7 separate regions of the Mus musculus genome follow, and regions 2, 3, 4, 5, 6 and 7 are each linked to region 1. A link is a contact called in public Hi-C, HiChIP or PLAC-seq and promoter capture Hi-C data. All regions are on one chromosome and are shown on one strand. Each heading gives the region's core, a stretch centred on a gene start, on an enhancer-like site or on the middle of the called end of the contact. The rest is flanking DNA. Distances are from core to core; before and after follow the strand shown.

Region 1 (4,127 bases), core at 503-3,002:
ATCAATAACATAATATCCAAGGCCTATGCCTATGACCCCTTCGATTCTCATGATTAGCATTTACCAAACTGCTTGCCCCTGGATAATATCTCATTGAGATGCTGCCAATATACCTAATATAAACAAGACAAATACTTTAAAGAATAATAATTATTTACAGAAAATGGCAAACCCCGTAAGGCCACGTGTCATGCTGTGCTTTGGGATAAAGAAACGTCGAGCGTCAGTTACTAGACATAGTCCACAGAACTAAAACGTTAATTTTAAATAGAAAGTGGAGATGATAAAGGCATGAGAATCTCCCCACTGGTCATAACATAAAAACTGCTCGCTGAATTAGTTCTTTGTGAACAGTTAATACGGGCAGCATTCAATATTAAAAAGCAACCTCTGTACCGGTAGCAGAGATGATACTTGCTCCATGTCTGTGATACCCACAGAAGCTAAGCACGTTGGGATAGCAAAATGACACAGGGCTGAGCCCAGGGTCCTGTGTTCAATCCCAGTACCACAACCACAGACAAAGATGTCACTTAATCCTCAGCATATGCCTATGATGTAATTTCTCTATCATGTCCAATTTTGCAGGTGAGAACATGGAAGCACAGAGAGATGAGTAAGCCGTACAAGGTGATGCAGGGGCTCAATTTAGCAAGGATGAGCCTGCATAGACCTAGAGTCTCTAGAGCTCTGTACAGCTTCCCTACCCTGGTCTATCCCAATGGTCACCAGATTCACTGAGCACAGAGATGCCCCTTAAAAGGAACTGGTGCCTGGTGAAGCATTGAAAGACATACTTGTTCTGCCTAGAAGCTCTTGCTCCTCGTGGCCATATCCTGGAGCCTGGAGCAGGTGACCCCATTTAAGTCTCAGGTCCTTCACCTTGGAAATGTAGATGGCAGTGGGACCTGCAGGCTGGTGACTTGAACGAAAAAACAGGATGGAGCCTTCATTTAAAGGACTTAGAAAGCACCCAATAAATATTATTAATGTGATAAATAGGAGCAACATCAATAAGCCATGAACCAAATGATCTTGGGGTCCTAATACTAGCACTAAAAATGGTTCATTTCTCTTCTGATAAAAAAAAAAAAAAAAAAAAAAAAAGCCCAGAGCAACCAAAACAAGCCATAACGCAGTCATAAACATTAAACCAATTATATCTTTTGTGGGAAAAACAGAAAAGCCATTAGCCCTATTAATTTGTGTGTCATCAGTCATTCTGTCCATTGCAAAGCCGATGTAGTCTAGCATTCTGAGACACCTTGCATAATATAATCACGGTGACTCCGAGAGGTCAAACAGGCACGCTCTGAACGCAGTTTTGTGAAGAGCTCAATAATTCATTTTATAAATTTCAGCTCAAAGCCTACACTGAGGTTAAGAAAATTTGACATTCGATCTGTGAACTTAACGTCAAGCTCGAGAAAAAAAAAGAAAAAAAGAAAAAAACCCCACAACTCTGGGAAGCACATGTTTGTCGATTAAGCAGACGCAGACAGTTACAGGCGTTGCCAAATTGTAAAACAAGACTTGGGTATCACGGAAAATGTTGCTAGTTATTGATTACGTTGACCATTCACTTCCTATTGAGCCACCCAAAAGAACCATTCATTTTCCAGCAGAGCCTGCTCATTTGCAAGATAAAAGAGAGCCAGCTCTGCACATGCCCATAGTGTTCCCCACCACTGGGGGCAGCTTTACATAAGACTGCATTCACTGAAACCGAAGCAACAGTCCGAGCGGCTTACAGAATGACAGTCTGCGGGAGTGAGCTGAGAGTGTGCGCGGAACCCGGCTCTCCTGCCTTCTGGGCTCCAACGCAGCTCCGAGGCTGAACTGGGTGCTCACCACCACGGGTTCGCCGGACTATGGAATACAGATGTGGCAGCACAGGTAGCCCCACGTTGCCTAGAGGAATACATTATGGGTTTTGAGAAGAAATTGTAGGAGCCAGTTTTTTTCTTTTTTTTTTAACACACACACACACACACACACACACACACACACTGTAAAGATGCAAAAACGTAATATCCATGAAGATCCTATTACCTAGGAAGACTCGGATGTTTTGCTGCGAATGCGGTGTTGGGATTTATTTGTTCTTGGAGTGTTCTGCATGGCTGGTAAAGAATAATGTTCCAAAATCGGTCCATCTCCCAAGGGGTCCAATTTTTCTTCCTGGGTGTCAGCGAGCCCTGACTCACTCCACTGCAGCTGACAGGGGCTGTCATGCAGGCGGCCCCTAAGCCAAAGCAAAAGACCTAAGGACGACCTTTGAACAATACAAAGGATGGGTATGTTTTGATATTTTTCTTCTTTCCTTCTTAAGAAAAAAAAATTGAAAAAAAATCCTCTAAGTCTATGTAATAATTCTGCTTTAATTGTTTTAAAGATTATCTTTCTCTGGTCTAAGACTATAAATTCAATTATCAGTGGCTACATTTCCTTGTTTAACTGATAGAAATATGCAATATCCTTCTATTACAAAGATGATGTTTGATGCTAAATGGTATCTAAATGTTTACATTTCTGAATGTGGAAATGAACAGCTAGTTTTGCTTGGTTAAAAAAAATGCATTCGTTTTGGGGGGATAACTTTTCTAAGTTGTTTTTATTTCCAGGTTTCAATGTAATTAGGCTACTGCGAGGATCAGCTGTAGCGGTGGTTCTAGCACCCACTGTCTTACTGACAATGCTTTCTTCTGCTGAACGAGGATGCCCTAAGGGTTGTAGGTGTGAAGGCAAAATGGTATACTGTGAGTCTCAGAAACTGCAGGAGATACCCTCGAGTATATCTGCCGGTTGCTTGGGTTTATCCCTTCGCTACAACAGCCTCCAAAAACTTAAGTATAATCAATTTAAAGGGCTCAATCAGCTCACCTGGCTCTACCTTGACCACAACCACATCAGCAATATCGACGAGAATGCTTTCAATGGGATACGCAGACTCAAAGAGTTGATTCTGAGTTCCAACAGAATCTCCTATTTCCTTAACAACACCTTCAGACCTGTGACCAATTTACGGAACTTGGATCTGTCCTACAATCAGCTCCATTCTCTGGGATCGGAACAGTTCCGGGGCTTGAGGAAGCTGCTTAGTTTACACCTCCGCTCCAACTCACTGAGAACCATCCCGGTGCGGATCTTCCAAGACTGTCGCAACCTGGAACTTCTGGACCTGGGATACAACCGGATCCGAAGTTTAGCCAGGAATGTCTTTGCTGGCATGATCAGACTCAAAGAGCTTCACCTGGAGCACAATCAATTTTCCAAGCTCAACCTGGCCCTGTTCCCAAGGCTGGTGAGCCTTCAGAACTTGTACATGCAGTGGAATAAAATCAGTGTCATAGGGCAAACCATGTCCTGGACCTGGAGTTCCTTACAGAGGCTCGACCTGTCTGGTAATGAGATCGAAGCCTTCAGCGGACCCAGTGTCTTCCAGTGTGTTCCCAATCTGCAACGCCTCAACCTGGATTCCAACAAGCTCACATTTATTGGACAAGAGATTCTGGATTCTTGGATCTCTCTCAATGACATCAGTCTGGCTGGGAATATATGGGAATGCAGCAGGAATATCTGTTCCCTGGTAAACTGGCTGAGAAGTTTTAAAGGTCTGAGAGAGAATACAATCATCTGCGCCAGTCCCAAAGAGCTGCAGGGGGTTAACGTGATCGATGCGGTGAAGAACTACAGCATCTGTGGGAAGAGCACTACCACAGAGAGGTTTGACCTGGCCAGGGCCCTCCCCAAGCCCACATTTAAGCCCAAGCTCCCCAGGCCGAAGCACGAGAGCAAGCCTCCTCTGCCCCCCACGGTGGGAGCTACCGAGCCCAGCCCAGAGACAGATGTGGACACGGAGCACATCTCCTTCCATAAGATCATCGCGGGCAGCGTGGCCCTTTTCCTGTCGGTGCTGGTCATCCTCCTGGTGATGTACGTGTCCTGGAAGCGGTACCCCGCGAGCATGAAGCAGCTGCAGCAGCGCTCCCTCATGCGAAGGCACCGGAAGAAGAAACGGCAATCGCTCAAGCAGATGACTCCAGGCACCCAGGAATTTTATGTAGATTATAAACCCACCAACACGGAGACCAGCGAGATGCTGCTGAACGGAACGGGACCCTGCA
Region 2 (4,127 bases), core at 996-3,495, 2.8 Mb before region 1:
CTCCACAGGGACTCTAGGTCACTGACCCCACTGTGGCATCCTGCCCTGTTTCCTATATCAGGAAAGATGCTTAAGACCCAGGCTTATTGAACGCCTGTAGACCTTTGCCTGATGATAAGGGATTCGAAAGGCAGCTTTGGGGAGCTGGAGAGATGGCTCCGTGGTTAAGAAGAACTCTTGCCAAAGACCAAAGTTCATTTCCTAGCACCCATGTCTGGAGGCTCACAACTGCCTGGCACTCTTCTGGTCTCTGCTGGCACCTTCGTGTATGTACTCTAACCTGTGTGTGCTCATGAGACACACACACACACAAATCCTTTAAAGACGGACTTGTTACAGTCTGTCAGATTTCTGGAGGCTTATACTCAAGCAGGAGAGGGACTCATACAACTGGGGCAAAAGCCAGATCTTTCAGATCATCTCACTGAGGGTCAATGGGAACGTTTACCCGGAGAAATCACTCACTGCATGGCGAGATAATCTCGGGTGTGTGGAAGAGATGGCAGGATCTTTTTTCAAAACAGATTTTCCTCTTCTTTGACCTTTTCTCGGGATGATTGTACTGTTGTTAACTTTATTACTGGAGCTTAATGTCCAAGAAAGCAGGAAACACTTCTGGAAACAGCTGTGAATGTGGCCATTCATTGATTTTTTTTTTGTCCCCATCATTAGGGCCTTCGGAGAGGGATTTCAGTTTTCAGGGCTAGGGCGCCTGTGTTCTCCTTAGAAGTACTAATGACAGGCACTTAAATTAGACCACACAGAGTTAAGGGAAATGATTCAATCCTCCATTTTCATCAGACCAGCGACTGGAGCCATCTACCTTGACCTCTCCAAGGGGTTCCAGAACAACTGTGTAATTCCCAGAAAGATAAGAGGAGGCAGGTCACTCGGTGGTTCTGAAGTCTCCCCTGTAATCCCAGGGCACACCTCAAGGCAGGAGGATGCCAAAGTACGCGGGGCAAGTTGGGTGTGAGCGGAGACGGGGGCCTTAATGGAGGGCCTGGCACTGTGACAGTGTGCAGGCCCAGTCTGGCCTGTGCGGCAGCTGCACAAGTTTTCCGGGACCGCAGCCAGCTGGTGGCTCATGGCAATGGTTTCTGGGTCCTGGCTCTGTCCCAAAACAGGCTGGAGCTCCTTAGTGTGATCCGGCCATGGCTTTGTTCTGACTCCAAGATGAAGTTTGGCTCCTGAACCAGAAAGGGGAAGGCAGGTCCATGCCCCCTTAACCCACGCTCTCCTTCCAACCAATCTGATACAGGGGACCGAGGGCGGGAGCAGAGTTAAAAGTCTAATGCTATGCAGGGTGGTTCCGCCCCCTTTGGGTCTCCTCAGCGCACCTCGACGCTAACCTTTGAACACTGAGCGCCAGCTGAGACTGAGGTCACTAAGTGCTTCAGTCTAAGGCAGAAGTCTAGAAGGTCCAGGAACACTTGGAGGTGACCCCAAACTGAGTTGCAACAATGCACGCCTTGGTTTTGCAAGACATATGATCTCCCAAATCAGGGTCTCTGAAACAGGCTACCCGGAAATCCACAGAGCTCTCAAAACAAGGTGACTCCTAATCTCCATCTCACGTTCGGTGACCATTTCCAACGGTGATGTTCCTTGACACGAAGGCTTCACTTTAAGGCATCTTTAGGACGTTTTGGTATCTGTATTGATTAGATTAGGCCATCTAAGGCAAGGCAGAAGGAGCTTGTAGACAAAGCTCCTAGACGAGACTCCAGCCTCCCGCGGCAGCTTGCTGTCCCAGCCCCTCCCATCTGGGGCTCTGAAATCGGCTTGTAAAATATAGGCTTTATTTGTAGGCTTCTCCCTCTAGTTTCAGGCTAATTCTCCTAGATTGAGAGTAACACAATAAAAGCAAGAAATTTTGTTTTGCTTGTTTGTTTGGAGTGCTTTCCTCCCCCCCCCCCCAACTCTTTTTTTGGAAACTGCAACCTCGGATCCCCACAGAGGCTGGGGGGGGGGGGGGGAGGAGTTAAGAACATCAATCAGTTTCGCAGCTGGAGGCTGAGGCTTTCCTCAGGGAAGACTTTTTACATAAAACAGATTGTACTTTGTCCTTGCCAGGGCAGACAAAGGTTTAAATTAAATATGCAGCAAGCTCCAGTTGGCTGCCTGCCACCACCCCGAGGTAGGGGGAAGGGAGACCGTGTCCCCCGCTCGCCTGACTCACTCAGTGTTTTTTTTTTTTTTTTTTTTTTCCCCTTCCCATTTCTGTTACTTCAGTGGAAGGCGCCTGCAGTCTTGGGTTGGGTTTTTCTGTAAATGCACTCTGTGAGAGATACGCAGCCTTCTGGGACCTTGGCTTCCTCTTCCATGCAAAGAGGGAGGTGACCTTTGAAGGTCTCTTCCGTATTTAACCTTTTCCGTTTTCTCTGATCTCGGTGGCAGGGATTTTCAGCAAATGCCCTAACCCTCTCTGTAGGGGGCTCACGTTCACCATTTCCAGGGTGAGTTCATCTCTGTGTAACTCGTCCTTACCTGGAGTGACTGGGTGTGTGATCTATTCTCACCATTCCTGGGGTGATCTCATCGATGTGTGATGCATCTTCACCATTCCTGGAGTAACCTCATCCATGTGAGATACATCCTTATCATTTCTGGGGTAACCTCATCTATATGTGATCTACCCTCCATTCCTGGGGTGACCTCATCTGTGTGGCACACAATGTGATTATAAAAAGACAAAGAGGTATAAGAACATGTTCTATGGGGGTGTGGTGAGGGGGGGGTGCCTCAGTGGGCCCATGCCAATGCATCCTTTCTCCCTGAAGGACCAGCCACATTCTATACTATTATATTGTATAGAATAGAATTTATTCAGGGCATGGGGAGAGGAGTTAAGTGGATAGTAGAGGCAGAGAAAGGCAGAGAGAGAGAGAGAGAGAGAGCAGAGAAGTAGAGGCCGGCCATGACCACAGGGAGAGAGGGAGAAGGGAAGGGGGAAGGGAAGAGCCCAAGAGGGCACGAGAGAAGCAAGCCGGGAAGGAGTAAGAGAGGGAGGAGGGGGCAAGCAGCCCCTTTTGTAGTGGGCCAGGCCTACCTGGCTGTTGCCAGGTAATTGTAAGATGGAATTTAGACAGAGTGCTAACCGTACACATCTTCACCATTCTGGGGATGATTTATGGATGGAAAAAAAGAGAAAGAAATGGGAGGAGCTCAGGATGTTCTTAGGTATGGTGGAGGAGAAGGTTTGTGACAGACATAAGAGAGAATACAGAATATGGACAAAAAGAGGCATCTGGGAGAGTGCAGAGTGAACATTGCCAGACTGAGCTGGACTATGTGGAGAGAGAGAGGCAGGGAAAGCAAGAAAGGAGACACTAACAAAGAGGGGTAGCCTGGGCTAAGAGATAATGTAACCGAAATGGCTGAATTGTATAGGAGCCAGAGAGGCTGGGGGAAGGGAAAACCCAGTCCAGCCTCGTGGCTGGAGAAGTTTAGGGTATGGGGTGGAGTATGCCAGCCAGGAGGACCCTGGAATGGGTAGAGACTCAGGGATGGTGGGAAAACTTGGTGGCCAGGGTCAGCTTTGATATGGTAATAGTAACCTCTGTTAGCTGTTTGTCTTGGGTTTGAGACCTAACAGTTTGATTTATATGTGATCCATCCTCACCATTCCAGGCATGACTTCCTCACCTCATCTATGTGTGATCCATCCTTGACATTCCTGGGGTGACTGGGTGTGTGAAGGTCTAACTCCACCTCCACCCCACCCCCACTCCAGACCTCTTGGACCAGCCAGCCATATTATCAGGGGACGTAATTAATGACATTTGACCTTGCATCCCAGTTGGAAAGCATTCATGCCTTACCTTCATCCTTCATCAAACAGCTCAAGCCAGTTGCTACTAGAGTTGAGGGTCCCTAGGGTGGAGTAGACATCGTTCTCTTTTTATGCTTTTAAATATTGGTAAGTGCCCTGAACTAGTCTTAGGTCAACTTGACACAAGCTAGAGTCATCTGAAAGGAGGGAATTTCTATTGAGGAAATGCCTCCATGAGATCCAGCTATAGGGGATTTCCTTAGTTAGTGATCAGTGGGGGAGGGCCCAGCCCACTGTGTTCTAACCCTGGGCTGATGGTCCTGAGTTCTATAAGAAAGCAAGGTGAGCAAGC
Region 3 (4,127 bases), core at 841-3,340, 2.8 Mb before region 1:
ATCTCTGTGTGTGTCTGTGTGTATGTGTCTGAGTGTGTATCTGTGTGTGTGTGTGTGTCTGTGCCTGTGTCTGTATGTATGTTTCTGAGTGTGTGCCTGTGTGTCTGTATGTGTGTCTGTGCTTTTGTCTGTGTGTGTCTGAGTGTGTGTCTGTGCCTGTGCCTGTGTGTGTGTGTCTGTGCTTGTGTCTGAGTGTGTGTGTGCATGTGGAGGTCAGAGGACAACCTACAGGAATTGGGAAGTGGTTCTCTTCTTCCACCACGTGGGTCCTGGGGATTGAATTCAAGTTTTCAGGCCCAGCGGCAGATGCCCTTACATACTGAGCCCAGCAACAGCCATTTTTCATTTGTAAAAATCAGCTGTATGAGAACAGGTGATGTTAGATGTGCATCACAGACACTGGTTATTGTCTGCTAAGCTGCAGTCTCATGGAGTCCAGATTGGCCATTTGGGAGCGAATGGCCTTGAACTCCTGACTGGCCTACTGCTGAGATTACAAGTGTTATGGGCCTGCCTGATTCCAGAGATTTTTTAAAAATTATATATGTATACATATGTATGTATGTATGTGTATATATAAATAAATACGCTCTTTCCAGCCGTACAACCCCCTCACTCCCTAGAGACTTCTCTGTCTCTCCAGGCTCCCTTTGTTCCCTTGTGAGGCTTCCTTGCCTCTTTCACAGGTATTTCCGGGATACATTTTCTCCAAATGTTCTAGGAAGGTCTGTTTTACCAGGTTGGTGTATACAGTGAATGGTTCTGCCCTTGTGGACTGGGGACTGTGGGCAAATTATTTACCATCTCCAGGTCTCAGGTTTCTGAGGATGACATCAAGGATTGTCTCAAAGTGTGTGTGTGTATATTTTATATGGACTTATCATGGACTTTACCTAATATATATATATATATATATATATATAAATATAATATATATATGTATATATATATATATCATGCTATAGATTTTCCCTTTTATTTATTCATTTTATTTACGAGTGTACCATCACTGTCTTCAGACACACCAGAAGAGGGCTATCCTTGTGTGCATATAGTAATGGTGCCCACAGTTCTATTTTAAGGCAGGGGCTCCAAATCTTAACAATCAGAAACTAGTTAAACTCAAGAAAATTAAAATTTTCTAGAGTCAATTCTATGGGAGGCAGAGGCTGGCTCTAAGTCTGCTAGAAGCTCTGGGGTAGCTTACATGGTGTTTTCTGTAAACACTTGTCTGTGTTTCTTCAGTAGGAGAGAGTTTTGATATGTTTTGTGGGGAGGCAGATCCAGGAAGACCAGATCTCCTCAACTTCAGATACCTCTTACTCTAGCCACAGCCTCGGACACACGTCCTATCAAAGCATACGCAGGGTCCAGGAAGACCCAGACGCCTTCAGCACCCACCACTGGTTCCATAGCCTTTACGCTTGCCATGCGACTTCACTTACAGTCTCCGAGCGCTTCATTATCTCTTAACCACAGGGCACATCCCTCATGGAAGGAATTTTGATAAACACAGCAGCCTATGATTTGAGTTTGATTTCTCTGGGATGTTGGAGCCTGTCTAATCCAGTTCTGTTTGCAGACACTCTGCTATTAGGTGTTGACAAAAGGAACCTTGCTAATCTCCTAACCTCAGCCTCTTGAGGAGGGAGATTAGAGAATCTTAGTGTTAGTGTTATCCTCTGGTTTAGCCCAGGGTTGGGGGGAGGGAGAGGGGGGGGCACACAAGCAGGAATTATATTTTTATTTTATTATATTTTACTTTATTTTTGAGACAGGGTTTCTCTGTGTAGCCTGGGCTATCCTGGAACTCACTCTGTAGATCAGGCTGCTCTCGAACTCACAGAGATCCCACCTGCCTCTGCCTCTTGAGCACTGGGATTAATGGTGCTGCCCTCCCTACTGTCCGGTGAGACGACCATGTTCCAGGAGACATTCTGTGTGATGTTGGGATAATGGTTATTGGGACAGCTTTTCTGATTGCTGTGACAAACTACCCAATGAAAACAGGACAGGGAAGGAGAGGTTTATTTTCGTCACAGTTTAAGGCTCCCCGCCCATCACAGTGGGGAGGGCCGGGCAAAAGAAATGAGAGGGCTGTTCCTTTGTGTCTGCAGCCAGGGAGCCGAGGGAGATGCCTGCTGGTGCTTAGCTCACTTTTCCTATTCAGTCCCAGAGGTGGATTACGGTGCTGTGCATCCTCAGAGTGGGACTTCCTCCCTCAGTTAAACTTCTCTGGAAACACTCTCATTCTAGATGCGTGCCTCCTGGGTGATTCTAAATCCTATCGCGTTAGAGTGAAGATGAACCACCACGGGGCAGTGAAGAATGGCGCAGGCTAGGGGAGAGAGGCATCCGTATCATGCCTGTTTAACTTTTCTGTGAGGCTTCAGTACTACAGGACGGAAGCAAGTGAGTCCAGGCTGACCTTTTATAACTCCGCGGGAGAAGGATGCCTGGACAGTAACGGCTGGGAATTCAATGCAGTAGTAGGTACCTACAAACCACTGGGGTGCAGAGTGTAGACATGAGGAACACAAGCCTGGGTACCAGATACCTTTTGAATCCTGCCTCCCTTCCTAAATTACGTTCTCGTTGCTCTCCCCCGCCCCCCACCACGGTCTCATATATCCCGTGGTTTCCAGCTCCCTTTGTAGCTAGGATGATCTTAATTAACCTTCTTGCCCATTCTGTCTCTACCTGCTGAGCTCTGGGATCACAAGTGTGCCACCAGACCTGGTTTATTTGTCGCTGGGGTTGCACCCAGGGCAGTTTAACCACACCCCTGACCCCTTGAACTATTTCTCCTTTGGAGAATATAAGAACAACGATAATACCTACAGCATAGGCAAGATTAAGCAACGTGGTATGTATATAGCACACGTTACTACTAGAATATCAAAACGAGACACAAGCCAGCACCATAGTGGTAGTATCCCTCACACTATGACTCATTTTGAACCTGGGAAGAGTGATCTGACATTTAAGCATTTAAACATATGAGCCACATGTGTTTCTGTGGGCTTTGGGTGGTCATGGAAATTGAGTGGTTTATTTTTATTTTTATTTTATTTTATTTTATTTTATTTTATTTTATTTTAGGTCCTTTAAAAGCCCCATCTCGTTACAGAAACCACAGAAAATACCATGTAGTGAGCGGAAAGGGCCACTTATTTATTATCTCTCTGTGTCAGAAACCATCTGGACCATTTTCCTAGAGCAGCTGTTTACCAAATTAACTTCGGAAACGGAGACACCACGGAGGGACTCTCTGTGTTAGCACCACGAACGCAAGCAGGGCAGATGCAGATAAACTTTTCAAAACAATATTAAGCCATATTACAGCCAGGTGAAAAACCATGGTGACGGCATGCATCCTTCGGTGTGCATGAAGAAGCTCTGGAAATGTCAGCAAAACTCTCGCTGCCAAGGGAATGACTTAGAAACGACTTGAAGTGCGAAATAGCTTTAAAAATTGTGCCCAAGAAGACCGGGAAGCCATCGAGTTTCTGCCGTTTGTGACGGTGCTTGTTACTAATTATGCCTTCTGTTTTGTGTTAAGGAGTGGCTTATTCTCTTCCATTCCCAACACGATGTGCCAAGCCTGAGGATAAGGAGGTTTTTAGCCTCTGTTCTCAGGGACTTGATAGTTTCATTGACAAGCAGTGTTGTCAAAGGTTCCACGGATACCACCACTGTCAACTGTGACAGGTTGTGTCCTCCTAAACATTGGCTTCTTGTTGGGTATTTGATTGACCGAGAGCCTTGTTTTTTTCCTTTAGTATTTATTTTATTTTAGGGCGAGCGATGAGTGGTGGTTAAGGGCATTTGTTGCTCTCATAGAGGACCTGAGTTTGGTTCTCAGGAACCAATATGTGCACATGAGCCTCAGGGGCCAGACAGGAGTGACCAATCCCTCCCAGGACCTGAAGTTATGGCTGCAGGTGAACCGGGGCTGACTTGGGTGCTGGGCACCAAACTCAGCTCCTTAACCGCTGAGCCATCTCTCCAGGCCTTGAGTCACTCTTATGTAGCCCAGGATGACCCCAGCTCTCTCTGTAGCTCAGGATGACTTTGAACTCCTGGTCGTCCAGCCTCTACTTCTCAGTCTCTGGGATCGCAGGTGT
Region 4 (4,127 bases), core at 989-3,488, 2.7 Mb before region 1:
CTATTAGTAGGTATGGCCTTGTTGGAGTAGGTGTGGGCTTTAATACCTTATTCCTAACTGCATGGAAGCTAGTCTTCTAGGGGCCTGCAGATGAAGATGTAGAACTCTCAGCTTCTTCTCCAGCACCATGCCTGCTTGGATGCTGCCATGCTTCCTGCCTTGATGAGAAAGGACTGAACCTCTGAACCTGTAAGCCAGCCCCAATTAAATGTTGTCCTTATAAGACTTGCCTTGGTCATGGTGTCTGTTCATAGCAGTAAGACCCTAACTAAGATGGTTTCCCTACCAGTTAAGACAAGGCAAGTCCTAGCTTAGACATAAGGACTTCCATGCTTGACCCCCAGTCACTGCCTTAGAACACACATGCTCTAGAGTTAAAAGCCTTAGAACAAACAGATAGACACCAAAGTTTCCTAAGAACACACTTCTTTCTCTCCCCAGTCAATGTTTCCTTATCTCTGAGACTATTTTCTTCTCACCGTTCCTGACTGCATTGGGAAACATGGCTATCAATAGCTCAAGACGTTATTTGGCAACTTTTTGTCTCAGGGAAGACTAGAGGTTTTTCACTGTCGGCAAGGAAGACCACAGAGACGATGTGCTGGTTGGTTTGGGTTGAATCAGATATCCAGCATTCCTGGATCGTTTGACCACCAGAGGTACACGATTCAGCAGAATATGGAGGAGCTTACGTCAACCATGTTGTAGAGAGAGGAGGAGCATTTTCAGGTTCCCCCCTCCCCCCTTTTACCGCTTGAGTGCTAAGATTATAGGATTGCACTGTTAGGCCAGAGTTAAGCTTTCCTGTGCATCGAACCCAGGCCTTGGTGTACTCTAGCCGGGTGCTCTAGTAACTGAACGGCATTCTCCACCCCTACCTTTTCCAGATGTAGAAGCTTACTCTTCCCAGAAGAGCAGGATTCTAGGTGGATAGCAATTCAGGCCTTTCTCTTCCGCTCTGTGAAATCGGAATGCATCTTATTTGACTCGTTCCCCCAAAGCCCAAAAGCAGGCACCAGCATCAGAAAAGCAGCCAGAATGGAACGATGCAGTCGTAGACAGTCAGTTGGCTGTGGCTTGCAGAGAGCATTCTCATTCAGAAAAAATAGGAGTGGCGTCATAAACAGGTCACAGACTGCAGGAGGTCCACCCAGTTCCAGTTACTCGCCTGCTAAACCGCTTGTTTGGGGAAAATAAAAGGGTAGAGTGACACCCCCCCCCCCCCGACCGTGTGCGTGCATGCGTGCGTATGCATATGAACTAGAGGACTCTTTTCAGATTAAATGATGTATTTACCTTCAGTATTCCAATTCTACCAGCTTGTCTGATGATGGCTGGTCTATCCTAGTGTCCAGATCATCTGTGTGTCTGCTCTTTGTTCCAAAGCTACGCCACAGCAAGACGTCCTCATTCCTATGGTATTTTCTTTTCATGTTTTGCTTTTAAAAACATCCCAGGTAGGAGACACTATGTTTTAAAAGCTGACCCGGCACGTGTGCTTCTATCTTGCAAGATCTAAGAGGTTAATTTCAAGTTAGCCAGTATCTCAGGGTCTCATAAACTGACGAACTTAAACGCGTTTCTGAGTGTCTGTGGGCGCGTGCTGAGTTAAAAGACATTTCATGCCGCCATTCATCCAACCACTTTACTCCCCATTTTTAAAAAAATTTAACGCAGCAGAAAAGGCACAGAATTTTTCAATCACGAGAACCGAAGACATCAAAGGATATTTGATATTCATGGTTTTGAATTTTGTGATTTCAGAGGAACCTCTTCACTAATGAAAATGATCCAGAATGGAATCGCTTTCCACAAACACTCCATTCCAGTTTTGAATTTACAGCCAACATTTTATTTAAACGGTGTTTTTTTGGGGGGGTGGTGGTGCTATCATCTATGAATGTTTATCTTGACTGCAAAGAAAGCTGAGGACATTTTCAACAGATTTGCCAAAGATACGGTGATGTCAGCTCCCTCGGGGAGGTGGCTGTCAAAGGTCATCGTTGGAGATGTGAAGAAAAACACCCACGGGGAGGGTATTTTCCATTACACGCGCTTTTTAAACCGGGGAATAGACAGGGACCAGGATTTTGTCCTTTGTGCTTGATTGCCTGTTGTCATGTTGGAACTAGCTCCATCCCTGGGTGGTCTCTTTAGCAGGGCCCAGAAGTCAGGTTTCCTAGAATTGTTTTCCTTTTGTTAGAAGCTGTTAGAAGTCTCTTCGCTCTGCTCTCTGCTCGGGAGGAGACTGGAAGTTTGACATGGGAGGAATTGTTTTTTCTCAGAAGAATTGAGGGCAGATACAGATGGGGAGCCTGAAGCAACTTTCTGGGAGTGTCTTGTAAGTTATACAACTTTGTGCTGAAGGCTGAGGGCTTTTTAAAAAAACAAAAAACCAAAACCAATTATTTCTGACTTTTATTCCCACAGATCTTGCAGTTACCATGATTTCTTGCGTTAAGCTTTCTGTACTTTAAAACTTTAAAACATGGAATGATTATTGCTCAATATTTGATCCTGACTGACATATTCTTTATTCAATGACACTCTGTCTTCCCCAACAACAACAATAATAATCCAACATTGGCTGCAGAGGCTAAGAACTTAGTTGCTGCTTAGCCCATAAATATACCTCAGCAGTCCCAATTGAAAGGCTAAAGAAGCTGAACTCTGATACCTGTGAAAGATGCATCATCATCATCATCATCATCATCATCGTCATTATCACCATCGTCATCATCATCGTCATCATCATCATCATCACCACCATCATCATCATCATCATCATCATCATCGTCATCGTCAAGAAGTAAAGTCAGACAAACAAACAAAAAGCAGCATTAATTCTCCCTCAGACCTCTTTAGATCTGGACTACCTACTGGCTTGGAGGTCACCCTTTTGGGTTAGGGTTTTATCTCCTCACTTAATCCTTTGTAACCCCAGCAAGTCTCATTGATTTCAGATCAGTGTGACATTGACAAGATGAGCCATCACACACCATGTAGATGGCCATCGATCTCACAGACTCCTGAAGCTTCTTTCATTCCAGCTTGAGGCCTATTCTTCGATGCGGTCAACCAGTGTAGTTTTGAAGGCTTTGAATGAGACGTGGAAGCTGAGAATGATAATGGAGTCTTCTTGTATTTTTCCTCCCTAGTTTTCTACCACTAAAGAGAGGGTGTGCGTTTATCAGACTAGGTCACTGGTTCTCTACCTGTGGGTCCCGACCCCCTTTGTGGCCGAGTATCAAATATCCTACATATCAAATATTTGCATTACAATGGATAACTAGCAAGGATATAGTTATGAAGTAGCAACGAAATAATTGTATGGTAGGGGGTCACCACAGCGTTAGGAATTTGTATTAAAGGGCTGAAGCATCAGGAAGGCAGAGAACCACTGCTCTAGAAGTTCCTCAAGAAATGAAAGGGTAAAGAAAGCGTGGGATATTTCTATTAGAGTGTTTTAATCAGCTCCAGAGCATGTGCAGGTACGAGGTCCAGAGCTAGAATCTCCAGCACCCATGTAAAATTCTGAGTGTGGCCCCGTGCATCGGTAATCCCAGCACGGTGGAGGGCAGAGGCAGGAGGATTACTGTGCTTGCTGGCGACCAGCCTAACTTCAGGTTCAATGAGAGACCCTGTTTCACAGAAAAGTGGCTGAAGAGGGCGCTCAGTGTCCTCCTCTGGCGTTCCGCACAGGCAAGTAAAGTGATGATAGGGGGACAGGAAGCAGCAGTGTGGGGGGTGGGGGCGGGGCAAGGAAGGATGATGTCACGTGCCCATATGGAAACGTCATAGTGAGTCCCACTATTTTGTAAACTTAAAAAAAAATCCATCATAAGAATATTCTCAACAACAATATGAACTAACCAGTACCCGGGAGCTCTTGTCTTTAGCTGCATATGTATCAAAAGATGGCCTAGTTGGCCATCACTGCAAAGAGAGGCCCATTGGACTTACAAACTTTATATGCCCCAGTACAGGGGAATGCCAGGGCCAAAAAGGGGGAGTGGGTGGGTAGGGGATTGGGGGGTGGGGTGGGTATGAGGGACCTTTGGGATAGCATTGAAAATGTAAACGAGGAAAATACCTAATAAAAAAAAAACTAAAAAAAAAAAAAAAAG
Region 5 (4,127 bases), core at 488-2,987, 2.7 Mb before region 1:
CAGACAGGTTTAACTGAGGAAGAAAGACTCACCCTGAAAGTGGCTGCCACCATCCTTGGACTGGGGTCCAGGACTGAATAAAAAGGAGCGATTGTACCAGGCACCCGCATGCTTCTCTCTCTGCTTCCTGGCTGTAGAGGCAATGTGACCTACTGCCTGGTGTTCTTGTCACTGTGGCAAGAGGGGCTCTCACCACTAAGCCTTCCCCCATGACAGGATGTACTCCCAAACGGAGAGCCAAAATAAACTGCTTTCCTAAGATTTTTTTTTTGGCCAGGGATTTTGTTGCAGCTTTTGTATCAGTGTGAGAAACCCTGCTAATTAAGGTTGAAGTCGGACATTACTGGAAAGGCCTGAGCTCCGTGCCAAATGGTAGGGCTTCTTCTCTGACCTTATCTGGGGAGCTCGAAACCCCTATACCCTCTACCTTCGGAATGTCACATAGCTTTGGTTAGATTACAGCTTCCTTTCTCCCTGTAAGAACCTGTTCAGCACGCAGCTGAGATTCCTGGAGCCCCTCCCCATGCTAATGAGGCATCTCAGTACCTTAGCCTTCAGCCAATGATGTTTGCCCACCCTGGATATTCCTACTCCCCATGCCCCCAAACCATATAACCCTTGATTCACCCCGAGTAAAGTTCATCTGTCTCCTTTCTCCTTTGGGATTCAGAATGACATCATTTCCGTCCGTTCTCTACAGGCAGTCGGGCAACCCTCTTCTGCGACTCAGCTCTCTTCATCCAGGGAGAAGGGAGACCCACAGTATTGGGAATGGGGGATTGAAGGGTGGGGGGGGAAGCAAAAGCCTTGTGAAGAAGGAGAGGGGGAAGCAAAAGCCTTGTGAAGAAGGAGAGGGGGAAACTGTCAGAATGGGTGGTCGTGGAGCCGCTGACCAAGGAGAGCGAGCAAAACTTCCGAGGAAGAGGAAGAGGAAGAGGAAGAAGAAGAAGAAGAAGAGGAGGAGGAGGAGGAGGAGGAGGAGGAGATGGTACATCTCATCTTTTGGTACATAACAGACTCTCCGGGGGACTTTTCCACAATACAGATGCCGCAGATAGCACTGATGCGTACCAACATTTGAAGACTTGTGTTTACGATCTAAGCATGAGGGAGCTTTGGCACTGAGGGCATGGGCAGGGGAGAGCAAGGTGGAAGAGTCAGGTAGCAGAGAGGATCTCAGAAGTCAGGTGGAGGTAGGCTTTGGGTAGACTAAAGAGTACTGACTGATAAGGGTGAGGGGCTGTGGGCTTTCCGGAAACAGAGACTAAGGACTCAAGAGTGAGCTGAAGACCGACATGTGTGCTGGGTCACGTTGTGGTGGCTCACAAGTCCCACGAGGGCTCCCACTCATAGCCACCCTGTGTGTGAATCTATAACAGTCTCCAAGAAGCTATCAAGGTCAAAAGCCTCAAAAAGAGAACCATGCATTCAGAAAGAGAAGACATGAAGCGTGGGATTCTATCTTGACGTTTTAAAACGGGAGTTGCCTAAATAGCATCGTCTCCCCTCCTAGATGGTCCGCAGCTGTCGATTCTTGGCAAGACTCCCGGTGAGAGAGATGCTGCAGCACCCTGGGAGGCAGAAACTCTTTGCAGAGCTTGTTCTCCGTCACGTTTGTCCTGCAATGTGGCTCAGCAGCCACTAGATGGCGATGAATCTCCAAACACCGCTAAGACTCTCCTCCAGGCGCCAAGTTTTTCAGAAAACTTTTCTTGGGAGATAAAAAATGAGAGGTATTTCCTCATAGCTGACCGGAGGCTGCTGAGAAAGTTCCCCTTTGCCTCTAAGTTGTTACGGTGGTGTGAAATCCTGGCCCGAGTCCAGTGTTTGCTTTGCTGTGATCTCTCTGGGGAATGAGCGATTGCACCTCCAGATTTAAGGCTACCCTGGGGCGAGTATAAAGAACCCCGGGAAAGGTGTGCTCCCTAGGAGCTGCCACTGCCCCACATCTTTGAATTTGTTCTTTTTTTGGATTATTTCCCACAGGAGAGCTGGTGGCAACGTGTGCGACACTAATTCACCTTTCCCCTTTGTTTATCTCCCAAGTGTATCATTTGGCCAAGTGCTTTAGAAATATCCAGCATTCTCAAGTGGGTGTTAACTGCTTTCTCTTATTGACTGATTGTGTGTTTGTGCGTGAGACTGTGCATTTGTATTAGGGTGGCCTGGTTAGCATTAACTGTGAACTTTAGACAGCGTAGAATCACCTGAAAAGGGAGTTATCAGGATTGGAGAAACGGGTTTTGTTCCCAGAACCCACAATGATCTTTAACTCCAGTTCCGAGGGATCTGACGCCCTCTTCTGGCCGCAGAGAGCACTGCATGCACACAGTGCTTAGAGGTCTGTAGACAAAATACCCCACATATAAAATAAAAATAAATAATTATGAAATAAAATCTTTCCCCCAAAAGGAGCCTCGACTGAGTAACTGCCTTTATCAGGTTAGACTGGGCATGACTGTGATGAATTGTCTTTATTGAGAATTGATATAGGAGTCCCCAGCCTTTTGTGGGTGATACCATTCCCTATGCAGGTAGTCCTGGGTTGTATTAGAAAGCTAGTTGAACATGAGCCTGTGAAAGAGAGAGGGAGGGAGGGAGGAGGAAGAGGAGAAGGAGGGAGGGAGGGAGGGAGGGAGAACGAGAAGCACTAGTGAGTCAGCAGGTAGAGTTTTTCCATGGTTCCTGCTTGAGTTACTGCTCGGGCTCCCCTCAGGGATGGACTCTGACATGAAAGAGTAATCCAAATTAACCCTTTCTTCCCCTAAACTGCTATTGGTCCAAGGGTCTTAGCACACTAACAGAGGATGCATGTGCACACATGTGTAAGTGCAGGTGGAGTCAGAGGAGAAGACAACCTCAGACGCTGTCCCTTAGGGGTCCATCCATCCATCCTTCCTTCCTTTCTTTTTGAGACAGGGTCCCTCACTGGGACCTGGGGTTCACCAATTCACCCAGGATGGCTGTCTGGCAAACCCAAAGGATCCATCTGTCTCTGCCTTTCCACAGTTGAGGTTAAAAGTGTGTACCACCACTCTCATTTTTAAAAGGCTGGTTCTGTGTATCAGACTCAGGTCTCCTTACCTGTAGGGCAAGTACAACTGAGTCATCTCTGGGGCCCCTATCCCCCCCCCCTTATTTAAATCAAGAAATACTTGTCCAAAGTCACTGCATCTGGGCTCTAATTCAACAGCTTGGGTTCTGAGTCATCGTGTTAAAGACAAGGACGGTGTCAGCATATTCTCCAGCCTTGAGGAAGGATCTCTGTGAGGAGCTGAATGTCTCTCGTGCCAATGCTCAGGACGCTGGAGGATGAGGTATTTGCGGGGACTGGCTGTTTGGGGGCACACTGCAGAGCGGTGTGTGGGGGAACTTGAATGCAATGATTTCCCCTTATCTCCACCTGTATTTGTAACTGGGTTGCTAAGCAGCAGAGGGATTCTGACTTTTAAACGATAGACAATGGCTTTCTTGGAGGGCGGTCCATCAAATGACCTTCAGAACTGGAAGTAAATGCAGATCTGGTCTGGAAACAGTTGCTGGCCTGCTGGGTCTCTAGGTAACACTTTGGTATCTGCCAGACACGGGTCCCATCTGACATACGAGTGCCTCGAGGTCAGGCATGGGGCCTCTGTCCCCACTATGAACTTCCAACAAGGAGTCACCAGGATGAAGGAGCAGGGACTGCTTTGGAGAAGGAAGGTGGCAGATAGGAAGCCATGTTCCTTCCTTTTCTCTTTGTGTGTCTTTGGAATGTTTACAAAATTTGAGGCTTGTCTTATGGTTACCATTACTGTGATGACAAACACATAACCAAAACAACATGGGAAGGAGAGGGTTTATTCTGCTGACATTTCTAGATAGCAGCTCATCACTGAAGGAAGCCAGGACAGGAACTCAAGCAGGGCAGGAACCTGGAGGCAGGAGCTGATGCAGAGGCCATGGAGGGATGCTGCTTACTGCCTTGCTCTTGATAGCTTGCTGCTCAGCTTCCTTCCCTCCCTCCCTCCTTTCTTTCCTTCCTTCCTTCCTTCCTCCCTCCCTCCCCCTCCTTCCCTCCCTCCCTCCCTTCTTCCTTCCTTCCTTCCTTTCCTTCTTTCTTTCTTTCTTTCTTTCTTTCTTTCTTT
Region 6 (4,127 bases), core at 1,120-3,619, 2.7 Mb before region 1:
ATTTCCTTACATAGTTGTATGTGTTCCCATATAAGCTTGGGTGCATGGGTGATGTTGAGAAACACTCGTTGAGTCCGGGCGAGGGTTGTACTTAATGATAATTTTAGAACATTTGAAATTGTGAACAACAGCACCATCCTTAAAAGTAACAGCGAGAGACTGTTCGAGTTTCGTGCGGTTACAGATCCTTTCGTGAGCATTTGAATCCTCCTGAGGTAGACATGATACTACTGTTGGCTTCATCTTACCCGACATGAGAATGTTTGGCTTAAAGAAGTTCCACGTGGTACCTCGATGCCGTTAACATTTCTTCTAGGCTCCACCCAACAGTTACCTAGCAACGGCCAGGTAGGAGCCTGGCTTGCTGTAAAAGGACAGTATGGCCTCTCTCAGGTGCCCTCTCCCCCTCCCTTTTTCTCTCTCTGTTCTCTCTCTCTTTCTTTCTGTTCTTCTCTTTCCCTGCCTCTACTCCATTCCCAACCCTTCTCATGCCGCAAATAGACTTCATTTTATACTAGACCCCTTGTATGACATATTCCTCATGGTGGGTGGTGGTGGTGGTAGTGGTGGTGGCTCAGCAGATGCCACAGCAAGCAAAGAACGGAGCTGAAGTGAGAATTTAGGTCTTTGGACAGCTCAACAAAAGGATTTACTGTTTGGAGGCAGAAAACCTGGACTAGTTGGAATCTCTCTTGGTCACTGGTTGTATGAAGCAGTTTACAAAGTCAACCTTTTGCAGAGTGTGAAAAGTTCATATGAACGTGTGTGGTTGGTTAACGTAGAATAAAGGGAATAAGAGCTATAAGCAATCACAGATGCGTGCCCAGCAGAAGGACAGCTGGCCTCCAATAATGTGTTCAGTTCTGATATATATATAAAAAGGAAATCTTCAATACATTTTAAAAATTACATTTTTTCATTTAATGTGTTTGAACAACTTGTGGAATTTCATCTGTTGATCCTGGGACTCGAACTCAGGCTGTCAGGGCTGTCTCCACGGTCCTTTGCCCACCTTGAGTTGTCATTGGCTCCAAACTGGCTTTTTATGGGAATGTCTTAATTTCAATAACAACATCTTATTGAAATGAAAAAGCACATACAATGGTTAAAACCGTGACGTCTGGGGATGTATCGTTGATAGAGTGCTTCCCTAGCACTCAGGAAGCTCTGTGTTGGATCCCAGCACCATGTAAAAACCAGGTATAAACCAGGTGGCGGTAGCTCGCTCCTCTCATCGCAGCACTCGAGGCAGAGGCAGAGGCAGAGGGGCAGAGGGGCAGAGGGGCAGAGGGAGGGGCAGAGGGAGGGGCAGAGGGAGGGGCAGAGGGAGGGGCAGAGGGAGGGGCAGAGAGGCAGAGAGGCAGAGGGAGGGGCAGAGAGGCAGAGAGGCAGAGAGGCAGAGAGGCAGAGAGGCAGAGAGGCAGAGAGGCAGAGAGGCAGAGAGGCAGAGAGGCAGAGAGGCAGAGGGGCAGAGAGAGGGGGGCAGAGAGAGGGGGGCAGAGAGAGGGGGCAGAGAGAGGGGCAGAGAGAGAGGCAGAGGCAGAGGCAGAGGCAGAGGCAGAGGCAGAGGCAGGCAGGCGAACCTCTGAGTTCAAGGCCAACCTGGTTTAAAGAGTGAGTTCCAGGACCGTTAGGGCTACTCAGAGAAACCCTGTCTCGAAATAAAACAAAAAACCAACCAATCCAAAACCAGAAACAAGACAAGTATGGTGGTATACAGCTGAAGTTATGGTACTTGGGAAGATTAGGCGTTTAAGGTCTTCCTTAACTACATACGGACGTTGAGGCCAGTGTAGCGTCAAGACTCTAGCTTAAGAGAAAAATAACTTGGACCAAATCAGGCCCAAACGTTTAAGTCTTTATCTCAGATGCATTTCAGGGTCCTTACAGCTCTGAGACGCAGTGCAAAGGCCAGCAGCTTCCTGTGGGAAGCCTGGAAACATTTATCTCCCCTGCTGGTCAGACTCATCGCCTGTGCCATGAGAGGCAGTCTGCCCACCCCACGGTGAACGGCCTCCAGGCCTCCAGGTTCTCCCGATTCACAGGAGCCAGGATCCCACGCACACCACCAGGACTGACAGCTGTAGATGCAGGGGAGACGTGGGGGAGGGGCGGGCCCGGGTTAATTATGTAAATCTATGGCTATACTTTAATGAGGCACCGCAATAAAACTGTCATAACTGCCGAGTTTGGGAACCAGGATGAGTGAGGTTTTTATTTCTGGCATTATATTTCTGAAAAAAAAAAAAAAAAAAAAAAGAGCCGGCTCATCTTTGAAACACTGCAGGAACGCTTTAGAGCTGTCTGAGCTTCTCCGTCCTGTAGGAAGCTTTCGCGGTGATGCCTGTGTGAAGCCCCAGCAGCCCACACACAAGCACCAGGAAAGGAGAAACCTGACGGCTCAAGGTTGATGCTTCATAACGAGCTCTCAGAGAGACAGGGCTTCCTATCAGCACCTGCCAATTCCTCTTCAAATCGGTCAGCCCCCCTCTTTGCTTCACAACCTTGCTAGGCTGCCTGCTGCCAGGATGTCTTGACAAAAGGTGACCCGGAGTTGAGAGCTGTGTTTAAAAGCTGGCAGTAGTGGGGGCTGCCCTTCCAGTAGGTGGTGGGGTAGGAAGACTGCTCCTTGTGTTTTAACTATCCAAATAGGTGTGTGAGTGAAAAAATAAAAATAAAAAAGGAAATGGCACGACTGCTCCTAGGTATGTTGGAGGAGAAAGTTTACTGTAGATAAAAGGGAGAGTGTAGGGAGAGGCAGGGACATCTGTGAGAGTCCAGAGTGGACATGCCCTGAACAGTGTGAAAGTCAGAGAGGGGAGGGTAGCTGCTTACCAAGAAGAGGAGCTGGAAAAGACCAGGTAACCAAAATGGTTGGATTATATAGGGAAAGACATTGAAGGGCAGGAGTTTATGGTAGGGGGTGGGGTATGCCAGCCAGGAGGACCCTGTATCAGGTAAAGACTGAAGGATGCAGGAAGAACTTGGTGGCCAGCTTCCATTTTAATACGTTGATGAGTTATTTCTCCCAGTGTATACTTTGATCTCAGCATTAGAAACATCTCATCTTCATTTCATGGGGCCAGGCCCTTCCCCACAAGGGCTGTATTGGTCATGAACAACCTGATGCCTACTGAAAGGAGTTGAAAGAGAGGGTGTTTATATTTTATCAAAGAAAGAGCTAGCAGGTTAAGAGAAATAGGTTACAGCCTTCCCTAGTAGAGAACACAGCCTCAGCCACTCCCTTTCCATCTCTTTAACCAATAATCAAGGGACTTGCGTGGGAAGAGAGAAAAAAGTAAAAGAGAGGGAGAGAGAGAGAGAAAGAGAGAGAGAGAAAGAGAGAGAGAGAAGGAGATATCAATTAAATGATGAAATGTTTATGGACTTTACGTCTCTAAAACAAATCATTAAGATGTTAATTAGGAAAATTATAGGAGATGTTGAAATTATTATTACAAACTTAGTATAAGATGGCTCAGTAACAAAGAGCACTTCCACCAAGCTCAGTCACCTACACTCAATCCGTAGCACTTACACGGTGGAAGGAAAGGACCCACGTTGTCCTCATAGCACATGTACATGTTCCAACGCACAAAAATAAACATAGTCAATGACAATTATACTGTGGTTCAGATTTTTGAGAAGGCCATAGAAGTCATCCATGATCATGCTCTTGTTGTAGTAGATGGATTTAAAAGGGGGAGGCAGAGGAAGATTCGGCTGATGTTTATTCTTTTTCTCTGTGGTGGTTTGAATAGGAATGGGCCCCTGAGACTCATGCGTTTGAATGTGTGTCCAGGAAGTAGCAATATCAGGAAGCATGGGCTTGTTGGTATGGGTGTGGCCTTGTTGTGGGTGTGGCCTTGTTGGTATGGGTGTGTGTCACTGGGTATAGGCTTTGAGGCGCAGCCTGGCCTAGTGGCTCATTGTTTCTTCCTGCTGCCTGAAGATCAAGATGCAGAATTCTTAGCTATCTCTCCATCACTATGTCTGCCCGTGTCCTGCCATGCTACCCAACATGAAGATAATGGAATAAACCTCTGAGCTGTAAGCCAACCCCAGTGGAGTGTTTTTCTTTATAAGAGTTGCTGTGGTCATGGTGTCTGTTCACGGCAATAAAACCC
Region 7 (4,127 bases), core at 826-3,325, 2.6 Mb before region 1:
TAAGTACTGTTAATTATTCAAATGTTTGTAGGTCCTATTGCAGTCAATAAAACCCGGTTAATTCATTTAAAGGCAGCACTATGTTTAGATTCTGTCTTGTAACTACTTATTTCTCAATTGAGCAGTACAAAAATTACATGGACTCATTATACATTCTGGAGGGGTCCCTTAGCTTAAATTTTAGTCTGAAATTTGAATTCTGTGGGACTAGTAGATCCTCAGAGAGTCAGTCCAAATCCCACTGAGTACAATTCCAAAATGGGCTTTATGTTAATTGGGGATCAAAATTACAGAATTATTCTAGAAATGATTGATTATCTCATTGTAGCTGACAGCTGTGCTAATTGATTCATCTTAGAAACACAGAGTCAACAAGAGATCTTTTCAATAATAAAGATATGTTAATCACCCGCATGCAAAATAGTCTCTCTTGTCTGATACCGGAAAATCTCTGCTCTCTCTAGGAAAGTGTTTTTTTTTTTTTAATTATTAGATTTTTTTTTTTATTTACATTTCAAATGTTATCCCCTTTCCTGGTTTCCCCTCTGAAGACCTCCTCCCCTCTTCCTCCTCCCCCTTCCTCCTGCTCACCAACCTACCCACTCTTGCTTCCTGGCCCTGGCATTCCCCTATACTGGGGCATAAAGCCTTCACAGGACCAAGGGCCTCTCTTCCCATTAATGTCCAACGAGACCATCCTCTGCTACATATGCAGCTGGAGCCATGAGTCCCACCATGTGTACTCTTTGGTTGGTGATTTAGTCCCTGGGAGCTCTGGGGGTACTGGTTAGTTCATATTGTTGTTCCTCCTATGGGGCTGCAAACCCCTTCAGCTCCTTGGGTCCTTTATCTAGTGTCTTCATTGGGGACCCTGTGACCAGTCCAATGGTAGGCTTCGAGCATCCACCTCTGTATTTGTCAGGAACTGGTGGAGCCTCTCAGGAGACGGCTATAACAGGCTTAAAAAGTGATTTCTTTACAATTGTCTCTGTGCAAGTATGCGTCTATGTATATACGCACACAAGCATGGGCTTGCAGATGCGTGCTGGGACAGAAGGTGCACTGGATCTCTTGGTGCTGGAGTGACTGGTGGCGGTTTTGAGCTGCCTGATTTAGGTGCTGGAAACTGAACTCAGACCCTCTGGAAGAGTTTCAAGGTCTCTTTACCATTGAACCACGCCATCAGTGCCAGGAAGATTTGTGGTAAAATCTGCTATTTAAATCTTGATCTGTGTATCTACTAGCCATATGTCCCTAGCTGAGCTATCTAACTGTCTTGAACTGGATAAAGCCCTTTAAAAGTGAAGATAAAACTATTCCTCTTGAAGTAATGTTGTGCAATATAAAACACAATCACCCGGGACCCCACAATCTTGTCTGGCAGAAAGAAAGTCTTTAAAAGAAAACGTGTGGAGTACTCCTGGGTCCCTTAAGCAATCTCGTTTAAGGCAAAGGTACGGAAAAAAAAAAGCAAAATAAATTAATACTTGGCTTACAAATAAGATGTTACAATTTAAACATCCGGTCAACGGCAGTTGGCGTCCCATACTCAAGTGCCAACTTGAGCTAGGAGGCTTATTCAGCCCATAAACGAGCCATGTGGTTCCACCACCTGCAAGGCGATTCCCATCTCTCTGAAACTATTTGTGTTCTGTCCGGGTTCTTCCCTTTCTTTCTGAACAAGCTCAGAGAATATTGTTCATCAGCTCTCCCTCCAGCAGCCGACAGTGCGAGTCCCTGAGGCCCTTCTCTTGTGAGGTCGTGAGAACTTGAATGGTTCGAACGTGCGTTCAAAATCGTTTATTTGAAATGCTTTCCCACTTTGGTGAGGAGCGGAGGCACAGATGGCTGAGGCAGGATGCCTGCCAGCTCTTTCCTCACGCCAGGCGTCAGGTGAATCCAGGCTGTTGGGGGAAGGCTGGATGGGAAAGAACCCAGCGAGAGCTTGGCTTGGTTTGGCCTCTGCTTCCACTGTGAAAAGCAGCTGTTTTGGGTGACCAGAGAGACCTTTACTTGTGTGTAAGACTGATGTGTGAAATACTTGCTGCTCTGCGAACCCTGAATAACGGGGGTGATTATCTCTATTGGTTCGTTCAGCAACTGCTCTGTTGGATGCCCTGGCTTGGCTGGGAATAACCCGGTGGCTTGGAGACTGGAGCCTGCCCCTAAGCAGAAAGCTGCCAGCCTACAGGTTTCCCAGCCTCACCTGCTGTTCACTGCTTTGCCAAGCGCCCCAGTGGCTGGCTACTTGCCTCTCTTCCCTGAAGCAGCAAGGAAAGTTGTTTCAGATTTCCTCCTCCCCTGATCTGAGGGCTCCAAAGCAGCAGCTCCAGTTGCTTCCAGATGCTTCATTGACTCCTTCCTAAACATTGCTAACCTCCCGCTGAGTTAACCAACTTCTTTCAGGACCCCGTGGCTCAGAGGAGTTCTGGGTCTCAGAGGGATGGGATCGCTGTGGGGATACGGGAGAAAGAGAAGCCAGAAAAGCCTGCTGGTTAGCTAGGGGCTATGTCAGATTCATTGACAGCTCCAGGCATCCCGTTAGCCTGCTTGAGTGGCCCTAACAAATACTACCGATGGGGTGCTAAAACCATAGAAATCATTATTTCAGCAGCTCTGCAAGCTAGATGACCCAGGCAAAGTACTGTTTTCTTTTCGAGGGCCGAGAGTACCTCTTTCATCCCTCTCACCCCGTTTCTGACACCATGCAACCCAGGCTCATAGATTATCCATCCATCTCTGCTGCCTTCATCACTACTGGATGTGAATGTATGAATCTATTTCTAAATTTCCCTTCTGCATAGTTCTAGTCACATGGGTGACCCACTAGCACCGCTCCTAACGACCCCAGTTGAATTTGATCATACGTTTGTTCGTAAAGACTCTATATGCAGTTAAAGCCACATTCTAAAGTATTGGGGAGTGAGAACTTTAGTCTGTGATTTCAGGGTACATAGTTTAACCTAGTAACAATCCTCTTCAGACACAGCCATGCTCCCCAGTAAAAATTATCCTCTCTCAGTTTCTGTAGTGATTTTTTATTAGATATTTTCTTTATTTACATTTCAAATGTTATCCCCTTTCCTAGTTTCCCCTCCGAAAATCCCCTATCCCCACCCCCTCCCCCTGTTCCCCAACCTACTCACTCCCATTCCTGGTCCCCTATACTGGCATTCCCCTATACTGGGACATAGAGCCTTCACAGGACTTAGGGCCTCTCCTCCTATTGATGATCTTATTGCTTTCTTCTTACTCTTCACTGACTTGTGGGTCCCACTGCCTCATGACCTCCACTTCTGTATTCCTCTCTAGATCTCAGGCTCTTTGGGAAGCATTAAAACTCCCATAGAATCTCACTGACTTGGTCACTTACAAGTCTAACGTATGCTTATGTTTCCCAGAACCTATTTTAATCAGGGTTCTTAAACACATCAATCTCCCTTATCACTGACCAAAGGTAGGGGAGGAAACTGGCTAATAGGACAAGGGGGACGTGAACCTATTCAGGAGCAGTTCCTTGGGGGAGATTCCAATCTTGGACGTCTGCAGTCCAGCCCACTAGCAAAACACCAAACTTAAACCAGCAGTAGCAGCTCAACATCGCTCTGCCATTGGTTTGCTCTGCTGGTCTTCTTTGGGCTTTGCTGATGCTCGTCTTCACTGATGATGCTCTGGCATTAGTCGACCTTGCTTTCTTCTCAGATCTTTGTTTGTCGTAACTTTGTAGAGAGAAAGGCACCAAAGGACTTCTGGTGGTGTTCCAGCTGCTTCTTGTCACTTCAGTGGACTGTGCCTATCAGCGGGGCCCTCACAGTTTTTTTCTGAATTGAGCTGCTAAGTTGGGTTAGATTTATACTCTTTCCAAACATCCCACGTCCTCTCAAACATCTGCTCCAGCAAAACATCGCATGCCCTTTCACCAGGCAGCTTCCAGAAAAACACCACACATCTGTTTTCAGCAAAACATCTTCCCACGTGTCTGCTTCAGCAAAACATCCTCTCATGAGACAGTTTTCAGAAAACATCACATGACACAACCGAGTCTCCCACAAACCCAGAAATTTCCACTTCAGTCTAGCCTAGCACACTCCTATTGGAAAGGTTGTCCTCTAAGGCTACTGCACAGT

Evidence for each region. Promoter capture Hi-C pulls out the DNA fragments that hold promoters and counts their contacts. A called contact is a pair of places that touch in the nucleus more often than the background predicts. HiChIP or PLAC-seq counts read pairs in DNA pulled down with a chosen protein or histone mark.
Region 2: an H3K4me3 HiChIP or PLAC-seq map of embryonic forebrain shows a contact between it and region 1, with 6 times the contacts expected there. The contact joins the promoter of 1110002J07Rik here to the promoter of Lrrtm3 in region 1. A contact is called at or near these places in 1 of 39 promoter capture datasets (hippocampal neurons) and 2 of 115 datasets of contacts at active chromatin or transcription factors (astrocytes and embryonic forebrain).
Region 3: a promoter capture Hi-C map of hippocampal neurons shows a contact between it and region 1, with 10 times the contacts expected there. The contact joins the enhancer-like site here to the promoter of Lrrtm3 in region 1. A contact is called at or near these places in 2 of 39 promoter capture datasets (hippocampal neurons and second pharyngeal arch cranial neural crest) and 3 of 115 datasets of contacts at active chromatin or transcription factors (astrocytes, embryonic midbrain and forebrain).
Region 4: a contact with region 1 is called in a promoter capture Hi-C map of hippocampal neurons, with 13 times the contacts expected there. The contact joins the enhancer-like site here to the promoter of Lrrtm3 in region 1. A contact is called at or near these places in 11 of 39 promoter capture datasets (the 3T3-L1 cell line, the C10 cell line, cranial neural crest and 8 more), 1 of 484 Hi-C or Micro-C datasets (cranial neural crest) and 2 of 115 datasets of contacts at active chromatin or transcription factors (forebrain and neural tube).
Region 5: a Hi-C map of cortical neurons shows a contact between it and region 1, with 6 times the contacts expected there. The contact joins the enhancer-like site here to the promoter of Lrrtm3 in region 1. A contact is called at or near these places in 14 of 39 promoter capture datasets (the 3T3-L1 cell line, 3T3-L1-derived adipocytes, the C10 cell line and 8 more), 2 of 15 datasets of contacts at CTCF or cohesin (large pre-B cells and stem cell-derived epiblast-like cells), 79 of 484 Hi-C or Micro-C datasets (the AML12 cell line, the AtT-20 cell line, B cells and 49 more), 11 of 115 datasets of contacts at active chromatin or transcription factors (SST interneurons, VIP interneurons, astrocytes and 8 more) and 2 of 9 other capture datasets (embryonic stem cells and liver).
Region 6: a promoter capture Hi-C map of second pharyngeal arch cranial neural crest shows a contact between it and region 1. The contact joins the enhancer-like site here to the promoter of Lrrtm3 in region 1. A contact is called at or near these places in 14 of 39 promoter capture datasets (the 3T3-L1 cell line, 3T3-L1-derived adipocytes, the C10 cell line and 8 more) and 7 of 115 datasets of contacts at active chromatin or transcription factors (SST interneurons, astrocytes, embryonic forebrain and 4 more).
Region 7: a contact with region 1 is called in an H3K27ac HiChIP or PLAC-seq map of VIP interneurons, with 19 times the contacts expected there. The contact joins the enhancer-like site here to the promoter of Lrrtm3 in region 1. A contact is called at or near these places in 7 of 39 promoter capture datasets (the C10 cell line, cranial neural crest, embryonic stem cells and 4 more), 3 of 484 Hi-C or Micro-C datasets (cerebellum and cortical neurons) and 4 of 115 datasets of contacts at active chromatin or transcription factors (VIP interneurons, embryonic forebrain, embryonic midbrain and 1 more).

What each region holds. Positions count from the first base shown.
Region 1 is chr10:64,087,880-64,092,006 of GRCm38.p6, reverse strand. Lrrtm3 (leucine rich repeat transmembrane neuronal 3) reads left to right here and starts at 1,752. Exons shown (of 3, transcript NM_178678.4): 1 at 1,752-2,297; 2 at 2,625-4,127. The coding sequence starts at 2,294. The region is part of intron 7 of Ctnna3 (catenin (cadherin associated protein), alpha 3); the gene reads right to left.
Region 2 is chr10:66,918,502-66,922,628 of GRCm38.p6, reverse strand. It overlaps 1110002J07Rik (RIKEN cDNA 1110002J07 gene), which reads left to right and starts at 2,245. Exons shown (of 5, transcript NR_138561.1): 1 at 2,245-2,459.
Region 3 is chr10:66,900,079-66,904,205 of GRCm38.p6, reverse strand. No RefSeq gene overlaps it. Among named protein-coding and RNA genes, the nearest start is that of 1110002J07Rik, 18 kb to the left of the region's middle. Within about 2 kb of position 2,090, at least 30 of the 459 cell types and tissues checked have an H3K27ac peak or open chromatin away from gene starts, as enhancers often do.
Region 4 is chr10:66,837,207-66,841,333 of GRCm38.p6, reverse strand. No RefSeq gene overlaps it. Among named protein-coding and RNA genes, the nearest start is that of Gm31416, 4.9 kb to the right of the region's middle. Within about 2 kb of position 2,238, at least 6 of the 459 cell types and tissues checked have an H3K27ac peak or open chromatin away from gene starts, as enhancers often do.
Region 5 is chr10:66,812,186-66,816,312 of GRCm38.p6, reverse strand. It overlaps Gm40678 (a long non-coding RNA gene), which reads left to right. Exons shown (of 3, transcript XR_871772.1): 2 at 3,194-3,317. Among named protein-coding and RNA genes, the nearest start is that of Gm40678, 15 kb to the left of the region's middle. Within about 2 kb of position 1,737, at least 63 of the 459 cell types and tissues checked have an H3K27ac peak or open chromatin away from gene starts, as enhancers often do. A contact at or near this core is called in the AtT-20 cell line, SST interneurons, adipose-derived mesenchymal stem cells and 3 more, where this site is marked.
Region 6 is chr10:66,768,758-66,772,884 of GRCm38.p6, reverse strand. No RefSeq gene overlaps it. Among named protein-coding and RNA genes, the nearest start is that of Gm31240, 25 kb to the right of the region's middle. Within about 2 kb of position 2,369, at least 21 of the 459 cell types and tissues checked have an H3K27ac peak or open chromatin away from gene starts, as enhancers often do. A contact at or near this core is called in neural tube and second pharyngeal arch cranial neural crest, where this site is marked.
Region 7 is chr10:66,639,144-66,643,270 of GRCm38.p6, reverse strand. No RefSeq gene overlaps it. Among named protein-coding and RNA genes, the nearest start is that of Gm31240, 100 kb to the left of the region's middle. Within about 2 kb of position 2,075, at least 17 of the 459 cell types and tissues checked have an H3K27ac peak or open chromatin away from gene starts, as enhancers often do. A contact at or near this core is called in VIP interneurons and cerebellum, where this site is marked.